2 separate regions of the Hordeum vulgare genome follow, and region 1 is linked to region 2. The links are chromatin contacts, called in public Hi-C maps. All regions are on one chromosome and are shown on one strand. The core of a region is the stretch at or near the end of the contact, and the rest is flanking DNA. Distances in the headings are between cores, read along the strand shown.

Region 1 (6,489 bases), core at 2,412-4,911, 320 kb after region 2:
CGAGTGGGCCCTGAGATACCTCTCCGTCACATGGAGTGAGAAATCCCAGTCTTGATCCATGCTAACTCAACGGACACCTTCGGAGATACCTGTAGAGCACCTTTATAGTCACACAGTAACGTTGCGACGTTTGATACACACAAGGCATTCCTCCGGTGTCAGTGAGTTACATGATCTCATGGTCATAGGAATGAATACTTGATATGCAGAAAAACAATAGCAACAAAATGACACGATCACATGCTACGTTCATAGTTTGGGTCTTGTCCATTACATCATTCTCCTAATGATGTGATCCCATCATCAAGTGACAACACTTGTCTATGGCTAGGAAACCTTAACCATCCTTGATCAACAGGCCAGTCAACTAGAGACTCACTAGGGTCACAGTTTTGTCTATATATCCACACATACATTTATGTTTCCATTTAATACAGTTATAGCATGGATAATAACCGATTATCTTGAAACAGGAAATATAATAATAACTATTTTATTATTGCCTCTATGGCATATTTCCAACAACCATTAGGGAATAAACATGCTGATTCTATCATCTTGACTTGGAGCACACACCAAGGCTTCAAAGGTTTCCTTCCTGAACGCGTCGTCGTCTTACAGTTCGGCTCTTTAGTAGTAGTCACAGAGTGTCCCACCTGTCCAGCCCATAGAGATAAACCAACGCCCCGAGGACCCCTTAGTCCCACACTCCCTTGGTGATCTATACCCCAGTGACAGGAAGGGGATAAGACACGTCCATGTATTGCTGCCACTAAGGATAAAACGATGGGGTTGGTTCATATTAATTGAGTTTTCTTTCTCTTCATCATGTCATTGTTCTCCAAGCATTACTCTGCTTTACTTAATACTCTAGATGCATGTTGAATAGAAGTTAATGTGTGGAGTAATAGTAGTATATGCAGACATGAGTCGGTCTACTTGCTTATGGACGTGATGCTTATATACACATAATCATTGCCGCGAATAAATATTGCATAACTATGCGCTTTTCTATGAGTTGCCCAACGGTAATTTGTTTACCCACCGTATGCCTTCTTCGAGAGAGATGCTACTAAAGAAAACTATGGCCCCGGGCCTATTCACTTATATATTTACAAAGCTACTATTCCCTTGCTGCCATTGTTTACTTTTCATTTATTTTCCATTTATATTTATCCAACTATCATCTACACTACTCATTTGCTTACAAGTAACGAGTCCAAGGGGATTGACAACCCTCTTGCCCGCGTTTGGTGCAAGTGTTTGCTATTTTGTGCGTAGGCGCTAAAGACGGGGGTAGTTTGATACTCCTATTGGTTCGATAACCTTGGTTCTCACCGAGGAAAATACTTATCCATACAGTGTTGCATCATCCACTCTTCTCCGCGGAAAAATCCAACACAGATCACAAGTACCGGTATGCATCCTATGGGAGACCACCGACATCAATGACACAGAAATAAGGAAAAAATCACAATTGGAACACCTCCTTCTAACCAAGTTGCATGCGAGATTCCAGTTCCCCGACTGGAATGACACGCTCAAGTCGTGAAAAGATGATGTCATGGAAAAATTAAACACCAAAGTCGTTGTCAAGTTCAGGAACGCATTGAGCGCCTGGAAATCTAGGGTGAAAAGAGTAGTTTAAGTAGATCATTCATCCTACGCCGAGATTTTGAGGATAAACTGACAATTACAGGAGCGGACTACGAAAAATTCAAGCAGACATGCGCTATCGAAGAAACCAAGGCCAAGTCAAAGAGAATGAAGGATCTTTAGGGCAAGAACTTGTCGAACCACCACCTTGGAAGTCGTGATTACACGGGAAAGAGGCCCATGTGGGCTAAGGGAGAGATGAAAGACAAAATTAGTGAGTTGATGAAGACAAAGAAGGAGTTGGAGGAGAAGAGGAAACAAGGGAAGTTGGAGTTGGAGGAGGAAGAGAAGATGACACAAAATGGTAACACAATGCACACAAGTAAAAGGTGCAAGGAAGAGATGGATACATGTATGCTTCAACTTGAGGAGTATCGACTAATGCAAGAGATAACGTGGCAAAGAACCAATTCATGATGATGGATCCAAGCGCATTGTATGAAACATCAAGATTGTTGGCAGAGCTTGTGAGCGGAGATCATGGCCTCTAGGATGCCACGTAGCGCCAATGCACCGGAGGAGGGGGCGGTACACAAATGTGAGAAGGTAGCTTTGTCGTCGACATGTGATTTGTATATGCCATGTGAATTTCTTCATGATCCTTCATCTTTTCTTCACACATTTTGAGCCAAAGATGATAGCTTTTGATTGAACTTCATGTTATGTTTATATTTAATTTGATTCTTGAAGAATGTGGTATGGTTTGAAATCTTGCTGAATGGCGAAGGATTAAATCACGTGAGCTTGAGAATCAAGAGTGTATATGCACAAATATAAGAGAATATGAGAGACAATTATGGAGGCTGCACAAATATGGTGACTCTGAGTTTGTACAAACTCTTCGCAACCAACAAAGTCTTGTGAAGGAGACTCCAGCCCATTGTAGAGGTTGCCGATACAACGACTTTGTTAGAGTTACGCTTAAACCATGAAACCACCGTTCATCCAGAATAATGTGTTTCAGTCATCAAGCCACCTGTCAAAGTGGAAAGCATGAATTACGCTATTGCGCGACAAATTCATATATGTGTATGCAAACATTGCTTTGAGCACATGGATGAGGAACATTAATGGGAAACAGGAAAAACACACGAATAGGAAATATGCAGAAATTTACTAGACATATTTTCACAAAATAGAAGACTATGAAATGCACAAAAACTGCATGCATGTAGAGTAGATGTTTTGATGAAATAAAGAAGTACATTTCAATCTACTTGAACGAGCATACAAAAGAGATCACTCGGAACATTTGTGTGACGTCTTGTTTCACCCGGATTCTTCATCCTTTGGCCTCCCAACTTTCATCCCATCCTTACCTCACCTTTGGTTGCGACCCCACGTCAAACCACGTTGTTCCTACATTCGATGGGGTAGCTATCTAATTCAAGCAACAATTGAAGAAAAAAGACCCCTGCCCGGATGGATAAAATTTGTTCCCTGCATACATCGAGGTAGCTATCTAATCCGACCAACGGTCAAAGCTAAAAACCCTCCCCACACCCACACCAGTCAAGTTTTCCTCACCTCTATCAATGAAACCACGAGAAGCCGTGTCGTCCCATCTTGACAAATTGCTCTGCAATAAAAGAACCCATATGATAACGTTAACACGTGTCGTATATCTGCACTTTGCCCACACGCATTGATCTTCATATGTTATATTTTGCGTGATGTCACGCATAATATGTGGACGGATATCAAATATACCACATGTGTGATGAATATCAAACCCCTAAAAGATTGATCTTAGCGGACGGCAATTTTTCATGAAATCACGAAAATCACATGAAAAATAAAAAAGGAAGCGTGCGGCAAGTCGTGATAAGCCATTCCAAACCAATCAACAGTAAGAAACAATATAGAAAAGAAACCCGATCGGACGCCAATTGTATTGTGAAATCGAGAAAATCACGTGAAAAATAGAAAAGGAAGCGTGCCTCCAAACCAATGAACAGTAAGAAACAATATAGAAAAGAAACCCAGATCCTATACAGTGCAACCAATTGGACGTTCTCTTCTCCCTCATGGTTCAGTTTCAATCCAATCCTGCGTGACAGCTCGCACCAGCTTCACTCTCCAGCTCCTCCCCCTTTTCCAGGACCCCCAAAATATCATTCTCCTACCCTCCAATCCATCCATGCTCCTCTTCTCTTCTGACCTGATCTGCTTATTTTATTAGGTCTTGACCCTTGACTTGCCTAATCTAATCCTCCATGCATGCAATTGCCAAAGCAAAGAAAAAGCAGCCACGCACACCCTGTCACCACTCGCTCCCAGCTCCCGGCCTCCCACTAGCCACTGGCACTGGCGCTCCTTCCCTCCTGCAACCCATCAGTCCTCACTCATCTCTTTCCACACCGTCTGTAGGAGAGCAGTAGGGAGTACCGCTCCTAATAATTGATCCTTCGCTCTCCATTCCCTCGTTGATTTGTTGTTACTCTAAAGATCACCACCAACCACCCTCCCCCTCCCCCAAACCCTCCTCCCAACCACAATCCAATCTTTTATCAAGAACAAATTAACCATCCCGCACCCTTCACCCCCCAAACAATCGTCTAATCTTTGGTCTCTGCTTCCACATTGCTCCCAAATCCACCGTCTTGGGCCCTGCCGCCCCTCGAATCCACCCTTCTTCGTCACTCCATCCTGTCCTAAATTCCCCTCCTCCCCCCAAAAGCCCCAGCGTTTCCCACTGCAACATCCTCTGCGAAACCCAATCTTGGCCGCCTGGATTGCCCGCCCATTCATTCATTCTCTGCGGGAATCCAGCCTTGCTTTCTGCGCCCAATTCTCTGCACGAACCCAAGCTTTAGCTGGCTGCTCTGTTCCAAACCCGATCTTTCTTTAGCACCGAATTCTGCTCGAAAGCCAGACCAGAGTGGTTGCGGAGATCCGCCATTCCTGGTTGAGCCAGCGAGCGAGCTTTGCCGCCGCGGTCCGATGTCGGACTCGGACCAGAGCACCGTCGTCTTCGGCCTCCACCTCTGGGAGCTCGTTGGCATCGGCGTCGGCGCCGCCTTCGTGCTCCTCCTCGTCCTCCTCTCCCTCCTCTGCCTTCTCGCCAACCGCCGTCGCCGCCGACGCCGCGCCCCCGCCGCCCCCGTCCTCCACCTCGCCACCGTCGCGCCCAGTGCCCATCCCAAGAACCCCACCAAACCGCCCAAGGACATCCAAGAGGTGCCCTCTCGCGGCGCGGCGGCGGGGGCCCCCGCCGCCGCGCCCAAGGTGCCGCTCGCTCAGATTCTCCAGGCGTCCCCGCAGGAGTCCATCCAGATCGAGACCGGTAAGGAGCACCGCATCACGTTCCCGGAGCAGCCGCCGCCCCACCATCAGCGTAGCGGGGGCCCGTCGTCGCGCGGGGCCAGCGGCGAGAGCCGCGGAGGTGGCTCGGAGCCGGGTGTGCCCGAGGTCTCACACCTGGGGTGGGGCCACTGGTACACTCTCAAGGAGCTCGAGGCTGCCACGGCAATGTTCGCCGACGAGAAGGTGATTGGCGAGGGCGGCTACGGCATCGTATACCACGGCATTCTCGAGGACGGCACACAGGTCGCCGTCAAGAATTTGCTGAATAACAGGTAACAGCGCTTCCCGTGAACTCAAGTATAGCCAAATTTAGGACCTTGTTTCTGATTGGCGTATAATTGATTTGAGTTTAAGCAAGATGTATAATTTGATGGGTGCACGGGGTCACTGAAACTGACTTGAGATATTGACAATTCAGATGGTGACAATGTGCAAGAACCTGATAAAAAAAATGACAAGTCATTATCCAAGTCTACCATTTCCTTCTGGTTAGCATGCTTAGCGTGGAAGCTGCCATTTGAGAGGCTGAAATGTGTGATTTGTGTAACGTGTGGTTTTTGTGTTGCTGAATTTAGTAATATACTTGGTTTGTTAGGGGGCAGGCTGAGAGGGAATTCAAGGTTGAGGTCGAAGCAATCGGGCGGGTGCGGCACAAGAACCTCGTGCGGCTGCTTGGATACTGTGCTGAGGGCAACCAAAGGTACATCCTTGAGTGATAAGTTGAGCTGCTGTATTCCACAAATGAGGTGCCTTGTAACATAAAATGTGTTGTATATGAATTATTTTCAGGATGCTTGTGTATGAGTTTGTCAATAATGGAACTTTGGAGCAATGGATTCATGGTGATGTTGGTCCTGTGAGCCCTCTTACATGGGACATAAGAATGAAGATTATTCTCGGATCAGCAAAAGGGTAAGTGCATGTGAGTTACTGATGATCTAAAAGTATATTTGCCACTACTTAATACTTACACAGTTACCTAGTTGTGCAGTTTAATGTATTTGCACGAGGGACTTGAGCCAAAGGTGGTTCACCGTGATGTCAAGTCAAGCAATATCCTACTTGACAAGCATTGGAACGCTAAGCTTTCTGATTTTGGGCTAGCAAAGCTTTTGGGCTCCGAGAGGAGTTATGTCACGACCAGGGTCATGGGGACATTTGGGTAAGTATGATACTTATGAAAACATCGCCACGTAAGATAAACATGAACATAGTTGCTTATGTATCTCTTGTTATTGCAGGTATGTTGCTCCAGAGTATGCAGGCACCGGCATGCTGAATGAAACTAGTGATGTCTATAGTTTTGGGATTCTTATTATGGAAATAATATCTGGTAGGGTACCAGTAGATTACAACAGGCCACCTGGAGAGGTTAGTAGGCTGTGCCTCCTTGTAGCCAGTGCTAAATTAAGCACTCGTGAAATGCATTTATAAATTCTGCAGATTACTCTTTCAGGTTAATCTCGTTGAATGGCTGAAGACGATGGTCAGCAGCCGAAATTCAGAGGGGGTTTTGGATCCCAAGAT
Region 2 (6,905 bases), core at 3,037-5,536:
TTTGAATTTCTGAGCAAATTTTACAAAAACTTAACCATCTTTGCAAGCTTGAACATTTTTCTAAATCTTCTGAATAATTTGAATATGTGAACAATTCTTGGAAAGATAAACATTTTTTTTAAATTTATGAACACATTTCTAAAACACGAACATTTTTGTTCATGTTAATAAAAATCAGTTTTTTCTTCAAAAAAATGAATATTTCACAAAATGTTCACGCGCCTACTCGTACGTGTGTGTGTGTGTGTATATATATATATAGAAACTCTAATCGTCACGCGGGGTCCAGAATAGTTATTCTTCATCCGACATAATTTTATGATCAATTTACAAATAAATTACATTTGAAATACACATAGTTATATTTATATTGAATCACTACATAAAATTTGACAAAAGAAAAACAATAATATAGATTACAAGATCAGAAAAAATTGAATTTATTGTAACATTTTTGTATGTTCATAATTTTACATGACATAAAATATTTTTACATTGATTATATTTTTCTACAACATCTTTTTACATATAAAATAAAACGAAATTTAAGGAACGTAAAATTACAATGCATTAATGACAAATACACACACATATATATAGTAACACTATTCATCATCCAAGATTCAGAATAAGTTATTTTCATCCGAGGTAATTTTACGATTATTTCATACATAAATTACATATGATATGCAAATAGTTATATACATATTGATTCACAACGTAAAAATGAACTTATAAAACAAAATTATGGGTTACAAGACTTTTTTTTATGTACATTTTACACTATAATTTTACGTTCATAAATATACGTAACATAAAATATTTTCTTACGTTTCCTTTTTATGTGTGAAATAAGATAAAATTATAGTAAAATGTAAAAATACGATGCATTGATATTAAAATATGTGTGAACTATATATATAGGGTCGCGCTATTCGTCACCCTGGGTGAGGAATAGTTATTTCTTACCCCACCCCATCTTCCACGGTCAAAAGGTAAGAAAGAAAACTAAGTGAGGTAAGATTACGACATGATAAAAAGGAAAGGTAAGATTATGGCCTCAAAAAAAGGAAATCCTCTCTTCCGTGAAGGAAATGACAGCCGCAAAATTACCTCATGCATGTGAAAAAATTACGTCCTGACCAGGATGAGGAATAACTTGTTCCTCACCCTGGATGTTTAATAGAGTAACTATATATATATATATATATATATGTGTGTGTGTGTGTGTGTGTGTGTGTGTGTAAAAACTCTATTCATCATTCAAGGTGCAAAATAACTTATTTCTCACCCAAGATAATCTTATGATTATTTCATAAATAATTTACGTCTGAATTGCAAATGGTTACATTTCTATTGTCCCGGTACGTAAAATTTGACATAAAAAACAAAAATATAGGTCAAAAGATCAGAAAAATCGCATTTTATGTATAATTTACACCATGATGTTCTGTTTGTAATTTTATGCCACGTAAAATATTTTTTACGATGATTTTTTTTCTTACGGTCTCTTTTCATGTATGAGATAAGATTAAAATTTACAAAACGTAAAATTACGATGCATTGGTGTGAAAATAGAGATGAGTGAAGAATAACTAGTCCTCACACAGGGTGACGAATACCACGACCATGAACAATTTCAGAAAACTTGAACTTTTTTTGCAAATTGTGATAAACGGAGACATTCTGAGAATTTTTAGAAATTTGACAACAAACTTTTATACTGGAACATTTTTTGAAACTCCAGAAAAAAAGTAAAAAGAACCTTTTGAAAAAATTGTGAATGCTTGTTTGAAAACTGAAATGTTTTTTTCACATTCTGAACATTTTTCGAAACTTGTGAAATCTAAAACCAAAACATTCCAATTTCTTTTTGAAAAACAAGATCAATTTTTGAAATCCTGAACATTTTTTATGTAATAAAAATGTTTGAAAACGTGATCATTTTTTATATTTTTGAACATTTGAAAGAAACACAAACATGCTTTAAAATTAAAAAAAAATTAAAACCAAGAACATTTTTAAAAAATTATGAACATTTTGGGAAAATGGCTAACAATGTTTTAAAACAAGAACATTTTTTGCAAACGTAAATATTTTTTGAAATCCCGAAAAAAATGAAAATATGAATAATTTTGATAAGGAAAACATTTTTAGACATTTATGAATAATTGTTAAAATAACCCAAACATAAAAACAAACAATTGGAAAAGGAAAAAATGAAAACAAAAAATGAAAGAGAAAGAAACAGAAAAGAATAAAAAAAGAAACCGGTTTTGGAACCTCCTAGAAGATTCCAAAACCGGAAAAAACTATCTGGAAATGTTAGGAAAACCGGAATCGCTGCAATCATTAACGGGCCGACCCAGATCACGTCGTTCGCTCGTGAAACCTGTGAGGAGCCTCGACACCTTCACGCGACACTTTCCAAAAAGAAACATGCAGAAAGAAGCGAAATTATTAATGGAGGTGTACTCCTTTTAAGGATCACTCTCACCTTCCTTGTTTAGGACAAGTGGTGCATTCCATATGCCACTTGTTGCAATCACAGAGTTTTCCCTTTTTTTCATAGATCTGTATTTCCAAAACATTTTATCTCTTAAATTATGCGTCCAAATATCGTACCATTTTCACCGTTTGGTTCCTTGCAAAGAGATCTTCAAAACTAAAACCCCATGTTGATAGGTTTTGACGATTTTTTTCACATAGAGAAACGGATAAAAATACGAACGAAAAAACCGTGCCTCTTGCGATAGAATAAAAATAGAAAACATATTTTTTTTCGTTTCAAGAGGCACGCTCACGGAAGCAAAATCGTGTCTCTCGTAAAAAAAAATATTTTTTTCATTTCCGAGAGGCACGACCGTGCCTCTCGTGAAAAAACAAACAGAAAACACGTTTTTTTCATTTTCAAAAGGTACGGCCGTGCCTCTCACGAACACAAAAACTTACCTCTCAGGAAGCAAAACCATGCCTCTCGCAAATAAAAACATGTTTTTTGTTTTCGATAGGCACTTACATGCCTCTCGCGAAAGAATACCATGCATTTCGCAAAAAAACCAAAAAACACGTTTTTCTTGCAAAAATAAAATTACTTATTTTTCTTCAAAAAGCTAAAAAGACCGATAAAAAATTGAAACATAAAAATAACCCCCCAAAAAGATCTAAAAATCTGAAAACTCGTGCGGAAAAAAATTCAAGAAAACGCAAAGTACGACACGTGACGACGAATGAGAACTTGTTAAGTGACGACGCGTGAGAGTGATTGTTGGGAGGCTTTTGAAGGAGTGCTCGCTAAGGGCATGTACAATGATGACATAAGGATACAGATGCTCTATGACAAAAAGTAACTTGAGACATCTATATTGATTTATTTTCTCCAATACAAGTTACTATTGATGGACCTTATCAAAGAATAGAAATAAAGACTATTACAAATGCAACTCTATTTTTCATTCTATTTTTTTTTAGTTTTTTGCATCGGACTATATTTTTTTTAAACACCCGCCTCTCGTAAAAAATATTGTTTCCTTTAATCAAACCTATTTTTTCTAACATTCGATTTTACATGACATACGAGGCATCATTCTAAGGCTATGGGTTGTACATGTCCTAACTAGTTGCTTTTGGAAAGAAAGTGATTGGAATTGCTTAGTATCCAACATGCTGCCTAAAAAAAGCATCGAACGTGGTTTCCGCACGAGCACATTAGTTTTTGCCAAAAGTTGAAGGTGATCTCACATGCAGAAAGAAGGCGAGAAAAGGTGAAGGACCCATAAAGTGGCATATTCGGTGCATGAAAAGGGAGAACTTTCAGAAAACCATCGCCCACATTCTCTGTAGCGGAGAGAAATATGATCACTCTTAACCCTGTGCCAGTGTTGTGTTGTGGTGTGGTGTCATTCTGTCTCTTCCGAGAAAACAAGGTCAAGGACAGCATTGTGATGTACGGCGCCTCAAGTTGCATATTCCGACCTTGATACGCGCGCTGTCGCAGCCAGATGTTTCACAGACCATAATAAGAGGCCCATAATAATGTGGAGACAGGCACATGTTTGTCCAGTACTGACGTACAACTCGTTTTCACGTCACGCTCCTGATGGATCCTTGGAGCTAGCAAAGCGCCTGCAAACAGGTTCCTCACAAAATGTATCTGTTGGATGATGTCGCAGCATGTACTACCCACATCCTATCATCAAGCTGTACATGTTGTACCACAAGGAAGGGTGGCTAGCAGGCTGGCCACTCGCGATGAATTTTGTACCGTGGCCCATCACGGATTGCTAATTTCGTTTGTGCCTCTCCGCACTTAGAAAAATTCAAGAGGGGGTAATGATGGGGGAGCAGTGAGGAGACCATGAAAGCTACCCTTGTTGCTGTGGTTGGATTTGGAGGATTTGCTTTTGACTATGACATGGTCGATGGTGCATTAGTTTTCTAATGGATAAACATGCGGATGGAGATGTCTCATCACATATATATACACCAGAATTAAGGAATACGTATATTCCCCGGCTTCACAGCCATTGGAGACCGGGGCTGTAGCAAAGCCCAAAGCACTATTAGAGCGTCTACACCGATCCCTCAAATCCGGACCCTCCAACGCCGGCAGGTGCATCCGGGCGCGTCCACGAACACTGATCAGTCATGTTTTAAATAATTAATTTTGAGAAAATATAACGCCCATACGTTTGGACGTTTGCGGCTAGACCACACGCATGGATCGGCGTCCGTTTGTAATTGCACGAATTTTGGTAAGTTTTGTCAGATTTTTTATGATAAGACTGGGCTGGTGTGTGGTTATTTAATGTAACGTCCAAGATGCAGTCCTATCGTTATTTTGGCGCGAGCGCCTCGACAGGGATAGAAACACATCTTCTCGTTTTGCAAGAATGGATATTGTTACAAGTACATGTACTGAAAAGATGAGTATAAGGAATTGGCTTACATTCGCCACAAGCTACATCGGAGTCATACTAATACAACAACATAATCAATCATCCTGAAGAAGAGCAGGGTCCGTCTACGAACGAAAACAAAAACAAAACGATAAAAGAACGACGTCCATCCTTGCTATCCCAGTCTGCCGGCCTGAAACCCATCCTAAATCGATGATGAAGAAGAAGAAACTCCAAATAGCACAATCAGTGTGCTCACGTCAAAGTAACTCTTGACATGTATCTGCAACTGGTGTTGTAGTAATCTATGAGCCACAGGGGACTCAACAATCTCATTTCCAAAGGTATCAAGACTAGCAAAAATTAATGGGTGAGGTAAGGTTAAGTGGTGAGGCTGCAGCAAGCGACTAAGCATTTATATGAGGTGGCTAACTTATGAGTACAAAAATAAGAGGGGGAAGATCTATGCATAATCGAACGTGAATTACTTACGTTAGACATAACCCCACCGTGCCTTCGATCGGAGAATGAGTTCACGAAAGAGACAGTCACGGTTACGCACTCAGTTGACAAGTTTTAATTAAGTTAACGTCAAGCTATCTAGAACCGAATGTTAAACAAAGTTTCCCCGTTACCACATAACCGCGGGCACGACTTTCCGAAAGATTTAATCCTGCAGGGGTGCTTCAACTAGTACATCACAAAATGCCACACGTTGCATAGAAACCCTCGACCATGAATCTCGTCATCTCCTCAGATCCCTTAGTGGAAAACCTGAACTCTGAGATAGCCCAAAGCATCATCGGAATCCCGGTGCACAAGATGCTCGAGAAAGGTAAAACAAGTCCAACAAGGCCGTCCAGCGTGTGGACGATCCCGATAGGAGCCGCATATCTCGTTCTCAAGACACGATGGATAAGCACAACACACGGTGGCCTGATAGAAATCTTCCAAGTTGCCCCGGGTTGGACCCGCAAACGGCTCTAGTTTCGACCAACACCAACAGCACTGCCCCCCTATATTATGTTGAATTACTCCTCGGGTTCATGACACCCTATGTTTTCAGTATTATCAGAATTATGTTGGGCAAATATAGTATCAATGTTGGGCCTTGCCAGACGAACTTTATCCCAAAACAAAAATCTAGGGGGTCCTCATAACAACCCCAAGCATGTTAGGAGCGCTCATTTATGGAACATAACACCGGTAGCCAAAACTAAGGCGGCAAAGGTGAAACAAAGCACCAGGCTAGAAGGCCGAGCCTTCCACCTTTTACCAAATATATAGGTGCATTAAATTAAATAACATTAATAAGGTGATATAACAAGGAACCCATGTTATCATATGGAAGCAACTTCACCTGCAACTAGCAACACTATCCATTGGTTAAGCAAGCGGTAACATAGCCAATCAGTGGTTTGCTAGGTTATAGAAGGTTGAAGGTTTCATGGCAATGTCGAGAGGCTAATATTTAACAGGTGGTAGGCAACGAGACATATCGAAAGAAGCGAGAAAACTAGCATGGCAATGATAGTAATGGTATCTAGGGAAATGATCATCTTGCCTGTGATCCCGCTTGGAAGAAGAACGACTTCGTGAAGCACACGAACCGACGTAGTCGAACGGATCCTCACATTCCGACACGCTTGCAGAACACTATCGAGATGAAACAAACCGGAAACAAACCGGAAACAAGAACCAACACACGATATTCACCACAGCACATGCACGACATGATGCACACCCTAATATGATGCATGAACAGTTAAATTATGCAAGGCATGGCATGTCAATTCACATCACACAAACACTACACATTAAGTGAAGCTCAATATGCAATGAGTTGCATATTGATGAAACTCCACATTTAATTATTTAGTTCAATATTAAAATGTTTTTACATGGCAAGGGGTGAAGCACAAATAATCTACCTATCTAGTCATTTTAAATGAGGCCGGAAACGACATATAGCATCTCCGAACTAACCCCACACGTTAACTTTGTAAT

What was found. A called contact is a pair of places that touch in the nucleus more often than the background predicts.
Region 1: a Hi-C map of seedling shows a contact between it and region 2, with 4 times the contacts expected there. The contact joins the promoter of LOC123426729 here to the enhancer-like site in region 2. A contact is called at or near these places in 2 of 6 Hi-C or Micro-C datasets (leaf and seedling).

Annotation. Positions count from the first base shown.
Region 1 is chr2H:476,067,052-476,073,540 of MorexV3_pseudomolecules_assembly, forward strand. It overlaps LOC123426729 (probable serine/threonine-protein kinase At1g01540), which reads left to right and starts at 3,662. Exons shown (of 7, transcript XM_045110603.1): 1 at 3,662-5,234; 2 at 5,558-5,662; 3 at 5,752-5,874; 4 at 5,954-6,124; 5 at 6,204-6,333; 6 at 6,419-6,489. The coding sequence starts at 4,600.
Region 2 is chr2H:475,750,690-475,757,594 of MorexV3_pseudomolecules_assembly, forward strand. No RefSeq gene overlaps it. Among protein-coding and RNA genes, the nearest start is that of LOC123426726, 15 kb to the left of the region's middle. Within about 2 kb of position 4,287, at least 3 of the 3 cell types and tissues checked have open chromatin away from gene starts, as enhancers often do. A contact at or near this core is called in leaf and seedling, where this site is marked.